2 separate regions of the Rattus norvegicus genome follow, and region 2 is linked to region 1. Evidence: chromatin contacts called from public Hi-C data. All regions are on one chromosome and are shown on one strand. Each heading gives the region's core, a stretch centred on a gene start, on an enhancer-like site or on the middle of the called end of the contact. The rest is flanking DNA. Distances are from core to core; before and after follow the strand shown.

What was found. Hi-C and Micro-C count contacts between places; a contact is called where the count stands out from the background.
Region 2: a contact with region 1 is called in a Hi-C map of the Rat2 cell line, with 2.6 times the contacts expected there. The contact joins two enhancer-like sites.

What each region holds. Positions count from the first base shown.
Region 1 is chr2:23,230,707-23,237,320 of GRCr8, forward strand. No RefSeq gene overlaps it. Among named protein-coding and RNA genes, the nearest start is that of Tmem167a, 300 kb to the left of the region's middle. Within about 2 kb of position 3,170, at least 3 of the 93 cell types and tissues checked have an H3K27ac peak or open chromatin away from gene starts, as enhancers often do.
Region 2 is chr2:23,385,562-23,392,175 of GRCr8, forward strand. No RefSeq gene overlaps it. Among named protein-coding and RNA genes, the nearest start is that of Atp6ap1l, 410 kb to the right of the region's middle. Within about 2 kb of position 3,185, at least 9 of the 93 cell types and tissues checked have an H3K27ac peak or open chromatin away from gene starts, as enhancers often do.

The DNA.
Region 1 (6,614 bases), core at 1,920-4,419:
GTAAAGTCAGTCCTGTACTGTGGCAAGGTAATATTATGTTCAATTTATAAACCTGCCAAAACACACTTAGCAACTTATCATTGGAGCAAAAATATCAAATTCTTCTGTGAAATACAAAATTTCAAAAATTGCTTTCCTGATCACTATCAATTAAATTTCCTGAAACCATTTAAATGACTGAAACATTGGTGTTACCGAACATTTTTTCAAAAGTTGGATATTTAGAAATTTAAAACAGACTAAAGTTGTTTATGACCCTATTTAAACATAGACCCAACAGAGTAAAATCACCATTTCTTCTTTCATATGACAATTTCTTAATCATTTTAGGGTTATAGTTATACACATTCTGATAGCCGCTAAAGTCTCTGATAACATAATTGTCACAGAAGTGCTATTGGAAAACTCTATCCAAAGACGGGAAATACCCTTTCAGGAGGGTGGACTGGTTTATTGCTCAGATAGTGAAACTTGGGGGTCTTTTCACAACGGGTTCACAGGAAAGTTGATCTGGTCAACTTCTTTTTCCAGTTAAATTATGCTAATTTGTTCTGAGGGTTTTTGAAGTCAGGGGGTGGTTCAGTCATGAAAGTGCCCAGTGTATGGGCATACTGATCTGAGGCTGACTCCTCAGCTTCTATATGGAAATCTTAAGTTGTACTAGGTTGTCCTATGTTTGTGTGTGTGTGTGTGTGTGTGTGTGTGTGTGTGTGTGTGTGTGTGTGTGTATTCGAGGCAGGGGGCATATGAGAAGAGAGTTGGTTAGTTTCATGGTGTGGGGCACCAGAGACAGGCAGATGTGTCCCCAGAGCTCATGGCCAACAGTCTTGCCAGTTAGTGAGCTATGGCTTCAGTGAGGAATGCTTAAAAAACAAGGCAGGCAGTCATAGTGGAAGACATCTGAAGATTTGTCTTTAAATGTGCACAAGGGAGTTTTGGGTTGTCAAAAACAAACTTATGTTTTCAAAGTCAAGGTGGTTTTATGATTCTGTATGTAGGAAGCTTAAGTATTTTAGAGGTATATTTAAGCACTGAGCCATCAGTGTAGTCTCTCCTCTGTCTCTCTGTCTCTCTGTCTATCTCTGTCTCTGTCTCTCTCTCTCTCTCTCTCTCTCTCTCTCTCTCACACACACACACTTTTTCTTTTTTTCTGTGTTGAGATGGTGATAGAAATTGATTCTGAGGCCCTGCGCATTCTAGGCAAAAGGTATATCTTCAACCTTCCTTCACTTTTTTGCTTGACCTGGAAACTCCCTAAGTTGGTCAGACTGGCCTTGAATTCATTCTTTATCTCAGGCAGGCCTTTAACCTGCAACCTTTGGACATCAGCCTCCCAGGCTCCTGGTGTTACAGGCCTGTGCTACCAGTACATCATTCTGACTACTCATGGTTATAACTTGGATTTGCAATGCCCCACAAAGACCCGTGTGTTGAAGGCTTGCTCCCAGGATGCTGTTCGTAGGTGGTAGAGACTCAGGAGGGGCACAGTGAGAGAAAGCAGTCTCTTCTTTCTGCTTCCTGGCTGTGATAGGGAAGAGCTCTTTTGGGGCTCCGGCTAACCGAGCCCCAGAAAGAATAGAGGCAAATGGACATTTGGTTCCTGAGACAAACACTTCTCACAGTTGGCCATTTTTCTCAGATTTTTGCTACAGCAAGAGAAAGGAGAGGAGCAGCCATATGCCAGTACCATGCTGCTTTGGTGGCAATAGTTATTCTTGAAATAGATACCATCCTGTTCCCTGACTTTGCTGTACTTTTCAACAGTGCTTTGACTATTCTTTATCCCTTATATCCTTGTTTCTATGTTATACAACAGGGGTCAGCTCAACTATAAAGCCATCTGGCTTTCATTGACTCAACATTTTACTAATACTTTTCCTAAGTATGTGGTTTTCTTGACCACAGAGAGATTTTTCTACTTTGCAGATATTTGATTTGTTGCATTTTCTAGTTAATTCTTTTAACTGCTTTATTTTACATTATAGAAAGTTCCTCCTTTTATAAATATGTAGCAAAATACTTCATTAACTCCAGCTAATTGATGACTATTCAAATCTTTACACGTGTCACATTTTTACCATAGGTAAAAACAAAGGCCATCACTCTTTTTTTCATAAAAGATGAAAGCACAATTTAAGGTTCTCAATGAGAGAATTACCCCAACTTTCCTGGACATTAGAATCATACTTTTTGAGTCAAAAATTGTCATTAGAATCATGAAAAGTTATATCCATCTGGAAACCTTTTTTATTGGCTAGGATTTAGCACACAGTGGCCATCATAATGACAGGATTAGAAAGATGAAAGAATATGCCAGAAGATTTGAAGTACAGCACAGAGATTGGGAGAGTTCAGTGAGGTAACTTTACAGATGTGTGCTCTGTAGGAACTCTGCTTACATATTTTGGAAATGAAATGGTATAGAGAAAATATTAAACACATAGCTATAACTTGCTGTATTCACAGTAAATGTCAGGATTCTGGTTCCTTATCTCATGTTCCTAGTTCAGAGTTACCAGTGAGGACAGGTGTCCATGGCATATCGTTGTCTGTGTATTGTATCTTCAGAATGTTCAGAGCTGTCTACAGCATGGTGGGCTAACAAGTTCAAAGTTAACCTTTAGATTGATTTTTCTCATATTATTTGTGTATTTTCTTATATTAAAGATCAGAATGGTGATCCTTATATAAAAAAATGCCCATGGTAATCACTTGCAGAGCCACAAACTAACCATCCCATTAAGTCTGCCTGTCTTTCTCAGTTACTCAGAATGGCATTGCTTTTGCTTTTCTTCTTCGTAATCCTTTCCTAGGCTTGCTTCCCCTAAGAGGTCAGGCTTCCTCCCTCCCTCTACAGCTCCCTCCCCTCCCGTCTTCATCACAGGGTTACTTATCTGCCTATTTGCTCATCTTTCATGTCTAACTCAAGGAGACCTTGCATTTTTTTTATTCTTTTCTTCTGAGTCATTATTGAGGTCCATACTTTTCCTATCTTGTGGTTTTTCTTCTAAACTGAAATAAAATTGCCTTCAAGATTAAAAATATTAAAGAAATTGAGGCCATGAATTTCAGAAAGAGCAAGTGGGTTGTACATGAAGAGAAAGGGGAGGTGGGAAAATTGTGTATTTATACTTGAACTTTAAAAAAATGGTTATGATAAGTGTATGAGTCATATGATTTAAATGGCCTATATCAAACTGCTGCCTTCATAGTCGATGAGTTGAATCATATTTTTCAGGACACTGTTGATCAGTTCCCTTTGAACGCAAAATGCAGAAACACATGTAATCCAAATCAAATACTTGAGTAGAAAGTCGCAGTAAGATTCAGTGGAATTCATAAACATATCACAGGTTCCGAACTTAATCATCTGTCAGGAACAGGAGCAACAGGGCTTTATAGGACCCTGCTACCTGCTGTGTATGGGATATAGCTTCACTTGACTACCTCTTCCTCAGCTTACACACAGCTCAGAGGGATTGCTTCATCTGTTGTTGTACGTGAAGATCTTAGGAGTTATGTTGCAGTTTCCTATCTGCTAACTAGCCAAGTTCCTTGCTCTGCAAATTTCTAGAGAAGACTGGTTCTCCTTCAGATGTCTAGCCAATTCCCAATAAGTAAATTCTAGAGACACTAGAAAGTAGTATCTTTAGGTAAGTTGTCATATCAGACCCAGTAAATGATGACCAGAGAATGGGCATGTGATTACCCATGTAGGAAAGGCTTATTCAACCACTGGGATCTGCCACATGGTTTATTATGTGCTGGAAATGTGTTAAAGAAATGAATGGACAATGAATCAGTATGGAATCTGAAGCACAGAAATGAGGAAGATAAGGCTGGTAGACTTTGGGGACATTCTGGGACCGTTTTAGTTAGGGTTTCCATTGCTGTAAAGAGACACCATGACCAAGGCAACTCTTACAAAGGACAACATTTCATTAGGGCTGGCTTACAGGTTCTGGGTTCAGTCCATTTATAATCATGACAGGAAGCATGGCAACCTCTAGGCAGGCATGGCATAGGAGGAGCTAGGAGTTCTACTTCTTGTTTCAAAGGCAACAGGAGAAGCCTGGCTTCCAGGCAGGTACAAGAAGGGTCTTAAAGTCCATGCCCATAGTGACACATTTCTTTGAACAAGGCTACAGGTACTTTAACACAGCTCTTAATGCTACTCCCTGGGCCAAGCATATTCAAACTACCATATTCAGCAAGACAGAAGCTGACTGGGCAACCTCCAAACTCCATGTCTGATGACCTGCCCTTCACATCTCCAACTCCTTCCGTCCTTGTTGACTGCTGATAGCAGATCTGGCACTCGGCAGCAATAAACTTCACTCTCTTGAGCTGACTGCACTTCTTCTTAGCAGCTTTCTTCAGCAGGTATCCCACAGCTCAGACATCTTGGTGAATCCAAGGCAACTTCAACTTTACAGCATTTTAATCCAATGTCTGGGATCCACCCATGATCTTCTGGGCTCCTCCAAAGGGCTTGGGTCACTTCTCCAGCTCTGCACTCTACAGCACTCTAGACTCTGGTTAACTCCATTCTGCTGCTGCTGCTGCTGTTCTTGGTGGTCATCCCACAGTACTGGCATTTCTAACTCACTGGACTCTGCCAGTGTAACTAGGCTTCACCAATAGCTCTTTCATAGGTTCCCTTCATGGTGCCAAGCCTCAGTTTCTTGCATCACCTCTTTAGTTCTGGGCTATCAACTACAGCTGAGGCTGCACCTTCACTAATGACCTTCCCTGGCCTCACACAGTGCTAAGCCTCAGCTGCTCTCATTGTACCCTTCATACCTTTAAAAGCAATATACATTACCAATTCCAACTGCAGCACAAGGTACAACCTTGGCTATCTCTGGAACACACGTTTTTTCTGCTCTCAGAAAATACTTCCGAGAAGATTTCAACTTACTGATACTGATCTTCTCTTTATCACTAATTTCTTAGCTCCAGCTCAGTTTTTCCAATCGTCCTTTCTATTCTTGACTCTAAAGCCAGAGCCACATGACTAGAGCTGCTAAGCTCTGCTGCTTGCTGGTACTGAAATATTGTCCCCTTGGATCAAAAGCCTGTGTCTTCCAGCCTCAATATCTGGATGTCAGTTGTGCTTAATTTCTGGAATATAGTTCATTTCAAATTAAAAGTCCAAATGAAAACAATAACAAAGTCCCTTGTTCAACTGCAAAATCAAACAGTAAGTTTAGCAGGGTAGGATCTGGCTTGGAGGTCACTACTCCTTTAATCTGTTTATCTCCTTGAACATAAGATTTAGCTCTACTTCACTTCCTGGTGCTCATTTATTACTTGAATCATACATTTTGCATTTTTTCTGTCTAAGCTTTCTTTTCATCAAAATCTTCTTCATTAGGCTGAGCTTCAGTAACCGCACAACAGAATTTATTCCAGGCTGTTTACAGACTTCCTCTGTCAAAGCAATTAATCTAAATCTTTTACCTTAACTTCAGTTAGATTCTTTGTGTCCAAAGAGCAAGATGCAGCCACATTCTTTACCAAACATCATAAGAACAATCTCCAGAATTCAAGTCAACCTTGGTACTAAGTCTTCATATTCCTATTAAGGCCTATTATTATTAAGGACTATTATTAAAGTCATATTTTGTAGGCCTATTAAGTCCTACTTAAATCATTTCATGAATTTCCAAATCCAAAGTACCAAAGTCCACATTCCGCAAAAACAAAACAAAACAAAATAAAGCAACAACAACAAAAAACCCCCAAAACAAATAAACAAAACAACAACAAAAGAAAACACAGTCAGGGTTATCACAGCAATACCCCAGTACCTGGGACCAACTTCTGCCTTTGGGTTTCCATTGCTGTGAAGAGATACCATGACCAAGGCAACTCTTATTAAGGACAACATTTAACTGGAGCTGGCTTACTGGTTCTGAGGTTCAGTCCATTATTATCATGTTGTCATGTCAGAAGCATGATATGGCCCAGGAGAAGCTGAGAGTACTGCAGCTTGTTCAGACCACATGCAGGAGAAAACTGACTTCTTCCACACTGGAAGAAGCTTCAAAGCCCACTCCCACGGTGACATACCTTTTCCAACAAGGGTTCAACTCTTAACACTACCATTTCCTATGGGCCAAGCATATTCAAACCACCACAAGGACTAAAGGTAACAAAGTCACATAAATGTGTTTATGCTGCAGAAAGAAGCCAGTGTACAGTTGCATGCTTCATAAACCTTTGTCATCAGGGAGGGGAAGTAGATCAAGAGAACAAGGATGTGAGACTTCATAGTTGCTCCTTTGTTTCTTTTTTCTTTCTTGTTATCTCAAAAGTTTGAAAATGTCTTCTACCATACTATGTAGTTTATGCACAAAGTAAATTTTGCTCCCTTGCTGTAAGAGAATGTAGCTAGCATATTACAAAGACTTACATTTATTAATCAATATCTATTATTTTAACCTGAAAATAAAAACTATAGATTGTGATATTGTGATATTTGTTTGAACAGTTTTTGTTGCAAAATTTCTGAGTTCTGAGGATACTTTTCTTCTGTGCTATTCTATTTTTTATTTTGGCGCAAGAACCTTTTTAAAGCAGGTATACCTTTTTAAAAATGTCCTTACTTT
Region 2 (6,614 bases), core at 1,935-4,434, 150 kb after region 1:
CAACTTTCCATCAAAAATACTAAGCATAAAATAAAAAGGGTTTGAGTGAACATGCTATTGATAAATGGCTGTGAGAGGCAGCATGTCAGCGCTCACAGGGAACGCCATGTTTGCAGACTCTGAATTACAAGTTCAGGGTCCAGAAGCAACAATACAGTGCCTTGTTTTCTGGAGCTTCCATTCGGTCCGAATACTGAAGACACAAAAAGGAGCTCATAGACAACAATCATGCAAGATACATATATACTGCTTTGTAAAATATATTGTCCTGTGATTGTCCCAGTCCTCACATAGGGAGAGAGGGCAGTCATTATTATTATCTGTGCTCTTTCAGTGACAAAACTGAAGCAATATGGGTTTGGGGGTTTGGGGGTTTGGGGGTTTGGGGGTTTGGGGGTTTGGGGGTTTGGGGGTTTGGGGGTTTGGGGGTTTGGGGAAACAGCCTGCCATGAAATGAGAAGGAGGGAGAATTTGCACTAATACAAGCAGATCTGTATGTTAGTTTAGCTATAGGTTAAAGAAAACACACACAACAGAAGTCTAGTCTTTTAAAAGTATGACAATTTTAAGTATAAGAAAAATAGACACTTATTACTGACTTACTTTGGGGTACACATCCAATATGTTTTAGAGCCGGGATGGACGATTTGAGCCTCAGCATCTCATGCTAAACCCATAGCCTTACCCATGGCTCATGCTCATCCACTTGCCTAGCTCTTTGAATCTCACTTAACACATCACTCAACCATCCTGTGTTTTGGTTTCCCCCAAATAATAATGGCCACTGTGCAGAAGAAATGACAGGGCTTGTTAAACATTTGCTTTAGGGCAAAAAAAACCTCCATGAATGGTGGTATCTTCCTCTTTTCAGTCCCATGGGTCATTTACCCTGTGATGTGAGGGTACAAGATGGGTACCCCATAGATCCAGAAGCAGGACCGGCATTTCCTACTCTAATGTATTTTATTGTAATTCTCCTCACACAGCATGCTGGCCCTGTGCAATATTCACAAGAGTCATTGTTGTCTAGTTACAAGTATTTGTTGGGGTCTGTTTATTTCTGGGCCCTTAGTCCACACAACATAAACGGTCACTGAAAATAGCTGCCTCCCCAGCCTACTCTAGGAACTCCTCTGAAATGATAGCTTCCTGTGAAACCAGCTCACTGATCACCGCTGGCACACGTTAGGAAAGACGAAAGCTTTCTGAGGGATAAGATGTGCTAACCTAAGTAAATCAGTCTGCGTTGCAAACAACAGCAAACCTAGGGCTTAGTCAAATTTACTACAATTTGGAAACCATGCTCAAATCATACCACAAACACTTATGAGGGCAGCTGGCAGTGGTGTTCGGGAGATGTCACTTCGACTTGACTGATCTACCTTCCTTAGGGGTTCTCTACTATGTTCTCACAGGTCTCATTGTTTTCTGTGACCTGGAACATATTGCTAAAGAGAGTGCAATCTACATATTGAGCCAGTGCAAAACTCCATAACATTAAAAGCATTTAACTCTGCACAAGGCAGCAACCTACTAAGCAAGCGCACAGACAAACATACATTACGATATAGTAACTTACATTTTGAAATGTGTGAGATGTGTCTTGATGTTTGAAGACTATACAGTGCGGGATCCGAGCAATTGTTGGTAAAAAAAAAATCATTTGTAACTGCAATAATCACCTGCAGCAACATTAATAACAATAATATTGCCTGTGAGGATCTTTAGCTCCAGCAAAACTGAAAAGTCATCTTCCTTGGCTGGGGAACAATAAAATCCAGGGGCAAGACTCACAGTGGGTCTTTGAATTATTCATGAGATCATACATGCCATTCACATCTGTATGTTTAAAAAAAAGCCAAGAGAGTGTAATAGCACATTAGTAATGTAAATTAGAAAAAGACAGATTTTATTTCGGTTTCGTGAAGATTTTCATAAGTAAACCCAAATAGCATCCTTACCAGCCAAGTACCGAAAGATCTTTTATTCTTCACCGTTGCTAGGATTTTTTTTTGAATCAGGTCATCATTTAGGGAATCAGTGATTGGATCACTCTCAGACATAATATGATACACACACAAACAAGGACACACATTGTTTATAAATATACTCAAAACCGCAGGAATGAGAAATCAAGGAAGAATAAGGAAAATATTAAAGTCTACCATTGGGGAATTTTATGCTATCATTGCAGCTTTTTTATTGTCTGAAGTTATGTAAAAGCAAAAACTAGTGGAAGAAACTTGCCTTGCAATTCCAGAGGTTATTTTACTTAACAAACACAAGCTGCGGGGTGAGTGAAGATGACAAGGAAATACTCAGGTAACCATGGTTAGCACATCCTCACATCAGACAGTACCAAGACCCACCTTGGCTTTCAAAATGTCTTGTTTCTAAATTTCATATGGATATTTTTATCATATATGCACAAGTAAATTGCTAGGAAGGATTTAAACAACAATTCAAGTGGTTTAAGAACTTAAAGAGTAAGTAGAGAGAAGTTAAAAGAACTGGCTTCTACCAGAGGACCCAGCTGCTCTACAGAGGACTTGGGTTTGGTTCCCAGCACCCACACAACAGCTCAAAACCACCCACAACTTCAGTTCTAGGTGACATTATGCCCTCTTCTGAATTCCATGGGAACCAGATAGGCATATGGTACACAGACATACATACAGTCATATACACTTATGTATACAAAATAAAAGGAATTTTTAAAATATTTTATAGGATAATTTTGCTTGTACATGATATTTTTAGCATATGCCAACTTTAGGCCTTGTCTTACCCCACTGAATTCTTGAAGGATAAAAGAAAGTTAAAATTTTAGATATTTAATGTTTTTGGCTTATAAACATAAGAACAAAAGAACAAAACCATCTCTGTCTGGTACAGCCTTCCCCTTTCCTGCTCTCTTGGTTCATTTTTAACCACTTCCATCATCACTAGGACACTCAATATTTAAAGGGCCCAGATGTCCTGCTCTCGGAACAAATGTATCCGATCAACCCAAAGGGCTAGAGTGTCTTCTCTGGGGAGTGGAAATGCTATGTGAGAAAAGTAGCAAACACAGGAAATCTCTGACAAGTGAGTCATGAGGAGGGGACACTCTCAGCATGGGGTGTTCTTGTGGCTCCGTTGGTATTAATTGTGACGACATGCTTACTCATGTCTTGTTCGTGCTTGCCTCTACCATCACTGAGCTCGTGTTACATTCACCCTCATGCACCAAGCCCACCAGAGACACACTGTGCACCGCTCTAACATGAGTGGATTAGTCAAAGAGAATTTACTGTGTTGGCCAGTCTACTCTTCTCTGGGGACTTGTTGCTGTGGCTATCATTGTTTAGACTTTGAAAAAAATGTGCAATGGATTTTCTTTTAAGCCTATGACTAAGAGTTAGAAAAAAGTAACATAAATTTCATATTGTTCAAATTACGAAACCTATCTATGCTTCATTTTTGTAAGGCGCATGAAGATTGCTCTTGGTTCAAAATTTTTCTTCTGACCACAGTAAGCTATTGTGATGATCTGAACATACACATCCTAGGTCACAGGTTACAAGTGGGGACCAATTGAAATGATGCTTGCAGAGCAGGATTTTTGTTTTTCTTTTTTTTTTTTTGCATTCTCTAAAGCATAAAAGTAAACACAAAGCAAGAGAGTAGCTGTGATAATTAGACTTCTGTGGCACTGGGCCTTGAGGTGCCCAGATTTGGGGAAAACATTATTCTAGTTGTGTCTGGGAGATTGGTTCTGGATGAAATTAACATTTGGATCTGTAGACCCAGAAAAGCAATAAAGCAAGAGTCAGAGAAGATTCATCTGGTCTGCTGAAGGCCTGACTGGGCGAGCAAGAACTCCAGAGCACCCATCCTGCTATATGCTGCAGCGTCAGCTGCTTCTCTCAGCCTCTGACTCAGACATAACATTACATCCTCAGCTCTCATGGCTTTTAGGTCTTTACACTCAGATACGAAACCGCGCCACTGTCTCCAGCCGGCAGACTACAGGTTTGTTTCTTGTTTTGATTTTGTTTCTGTCTCTTTATGTGTAAGAAAATGGCTTCCCGTGTAGCCCATGCCATTTTCAAAGTTTTGATAATCCTCCTGCCTTGTCTTCCCAGATGCTGGGATTACTGAACTGTGCTACTATATTTGGCTGTGGCTACAGATCTGGACACTTCTCAGACTGAAGAATTGCGTGTCACAATCCTCTTTGAGAAATCGACTGCTGTGCATATCCTGTTGTCACCATGTGTGTTGAGAAGCTGGACCAGCACATAGTATATGCAGAATAGGCTAATCTTCCACGTGGGTATTTTCAATAATAATAAACAGCCAGTTGTGGCTAGCAAGCGACATTCTAACAATACATACACCCAGTGTTCAGTGTGGAATTTTCATGTAACTCTCCACTACATCCTAAAATCCTTGTGAGGCCTGAGGAGTCTGAGGCAGCATGGGGTGAGCCTAGCAGAAAGAATGCTAACCTTGTTCCTGAGACAGCCCACTTTACACAGTTTACAGTCTCGATTCCTAAAGTGCCACACAGAAGACAAAAGAAATAGAAGCAGGATATTAGATACAAACCAGCATTGTGCATCTGACTTGCACCAGAGTGACAATGTCTTCTGTATCCCCTGTTCATATGCAGAAGATGTTACTGGTCAAGAAATGCCAGTTTTCTAATAATATTACTTTGTTCTGATAATATTAATTTCTCATAATATAACATTAATTAATTCATATTAATAACACATGTTATTCACTATTTTCATTGCCTTTCGTTGATCTAGTTTTCTTTAAGCTTTACTTAAAATGATGCTGTCTTTACATGTTCCAAGGACAGAATAAAATAGACATAGAGCAAAAAGCACAAACTCTGTCGCCAAAAGTAGAGTGCCACAGTCTTTTTGAACTGTAGGCTTCTATTTCTATAATACATTATATCAAACACAGAGAGTACATTCTTGTTCTCAGGGGAAAATAAAGGTCTAGGTTAGCCTGCCCTCTAGTGTGGCTTACTGACTTCTGAGAGGAGAGAGAAAAGAGAGAGAGAGGGGGAGAGAGAGAGAGAGAGAGAGAGAGAGAGAGAGAGAGAGAGAGAGAGAGAATGCATGTCCTAGAAGCTGATTGTGCAATTCAGTTGGAGTGGCAACCTGCCATCATCACCAGCACTCTGCACAGCTTCCTCCTCCTTGGGAGTGACAGACTTCAAGCATTAGGTCACATTTCTAACCCAGTTTTGAGCAGAAACATACTCCAGCCGCGCCCTATGCCTGCTTAAGCCAGTGTCACCATGGGTATCCTTGACCGTGGTTTTTGCCATTCCCTCACATTTCATGATAACATGCAAAGAAACTAATAAGGGACAGACTTCTTACTACAGGAACTCGGGGATTTACAGAGGGCTTCTGACATGGGAAATTAGGTCTGAGAACTGATACTTGTTTAGGCTGATCTCTCTGAAACAGCCTGTCTATGTGCCTCCTTGGCTGGCCCTTCTGAATGTGAGGTACTGCCAAATGGCTCTGAGGCTGTATGTACTCCAGGATCCATGTTACCACTGAAGAAGCATCTTTGAGATTTGCTTTTACTTCTTCACTCAAATTCTGCTCAAAATTAAACTGCCTTGGAGAAGAGTATTTTTAAAAAAAATTATATTCAGCTACACAAAATAGGCCTCCTTTAAAAATTGAGAAACTAATTGCTATTTTGCTTAAACCTAGAAGTGCCTTCATTGTAGATCAACTCTGAAGTTATTTAAACATAGAACTGTAGTACTAAATTTCTAAAGCTTTTTTCAGGATTCCATGCATATGTTCAGTCGGGATGCTCAGAATTCCTGGTTGATGGCAATTTAACCAGTGCCTGACTGTGTTTCGTAACCCACTAGTGCATGTTCTGGAGCCATTTGTCTAAGAATGAGAGTCTTCCATTTCTTTTTTTTTCTTTTTTTTTTTTTTCGGAGCTGGGGACCGAACCCAGGGCCTTGCGGTTGCTAGGCAAGCGCTCTACCACTGAGCCAAATCCCCAACCCCGAGTCTTCCATTTCTAATTTAAAGTCTTCCATTTCTCATAATTTAAAGGAAGTCTAGATGCTAACCTTTATAATAAAAGCAAATGAAACAATAATCTTTAAAATCACCTATAGATGTAAATTAAAGACACTGTATGTGTATATATTGAGTCTACAAAATATATCCTCTTTCTATTGTCAAAGCATTAGTCTACTAAGGCTGCATGTATGGACTGAAGTAACATACAGCCTCTGGAGAACACTGCCATTCACCTTGGGCATCATTTCCTTAATATACAAGACTGAGTTCCGTCACAATAGGCATATGAATATAATTGTCCATTTCTTCCTCTATGGCAGTAATGCAACCAAAGAAAATATACAGCCTTGAGGATTTAACAGTCACAATCAGATGAACGGAAAAGAATTGAGAAGGAGAGACAACACAAAGCCACTGACAGACTTTTAGGAGATAAGATACCCGATGGCAGTTGTCCTGCATTCTGGAGCCTTCACTGTGTCATTTGTGATAAGCATGGCATAGACCAAGTTTAGTCAGAGGTGTCTGATTTTCATCCCCACACTGCCTGTC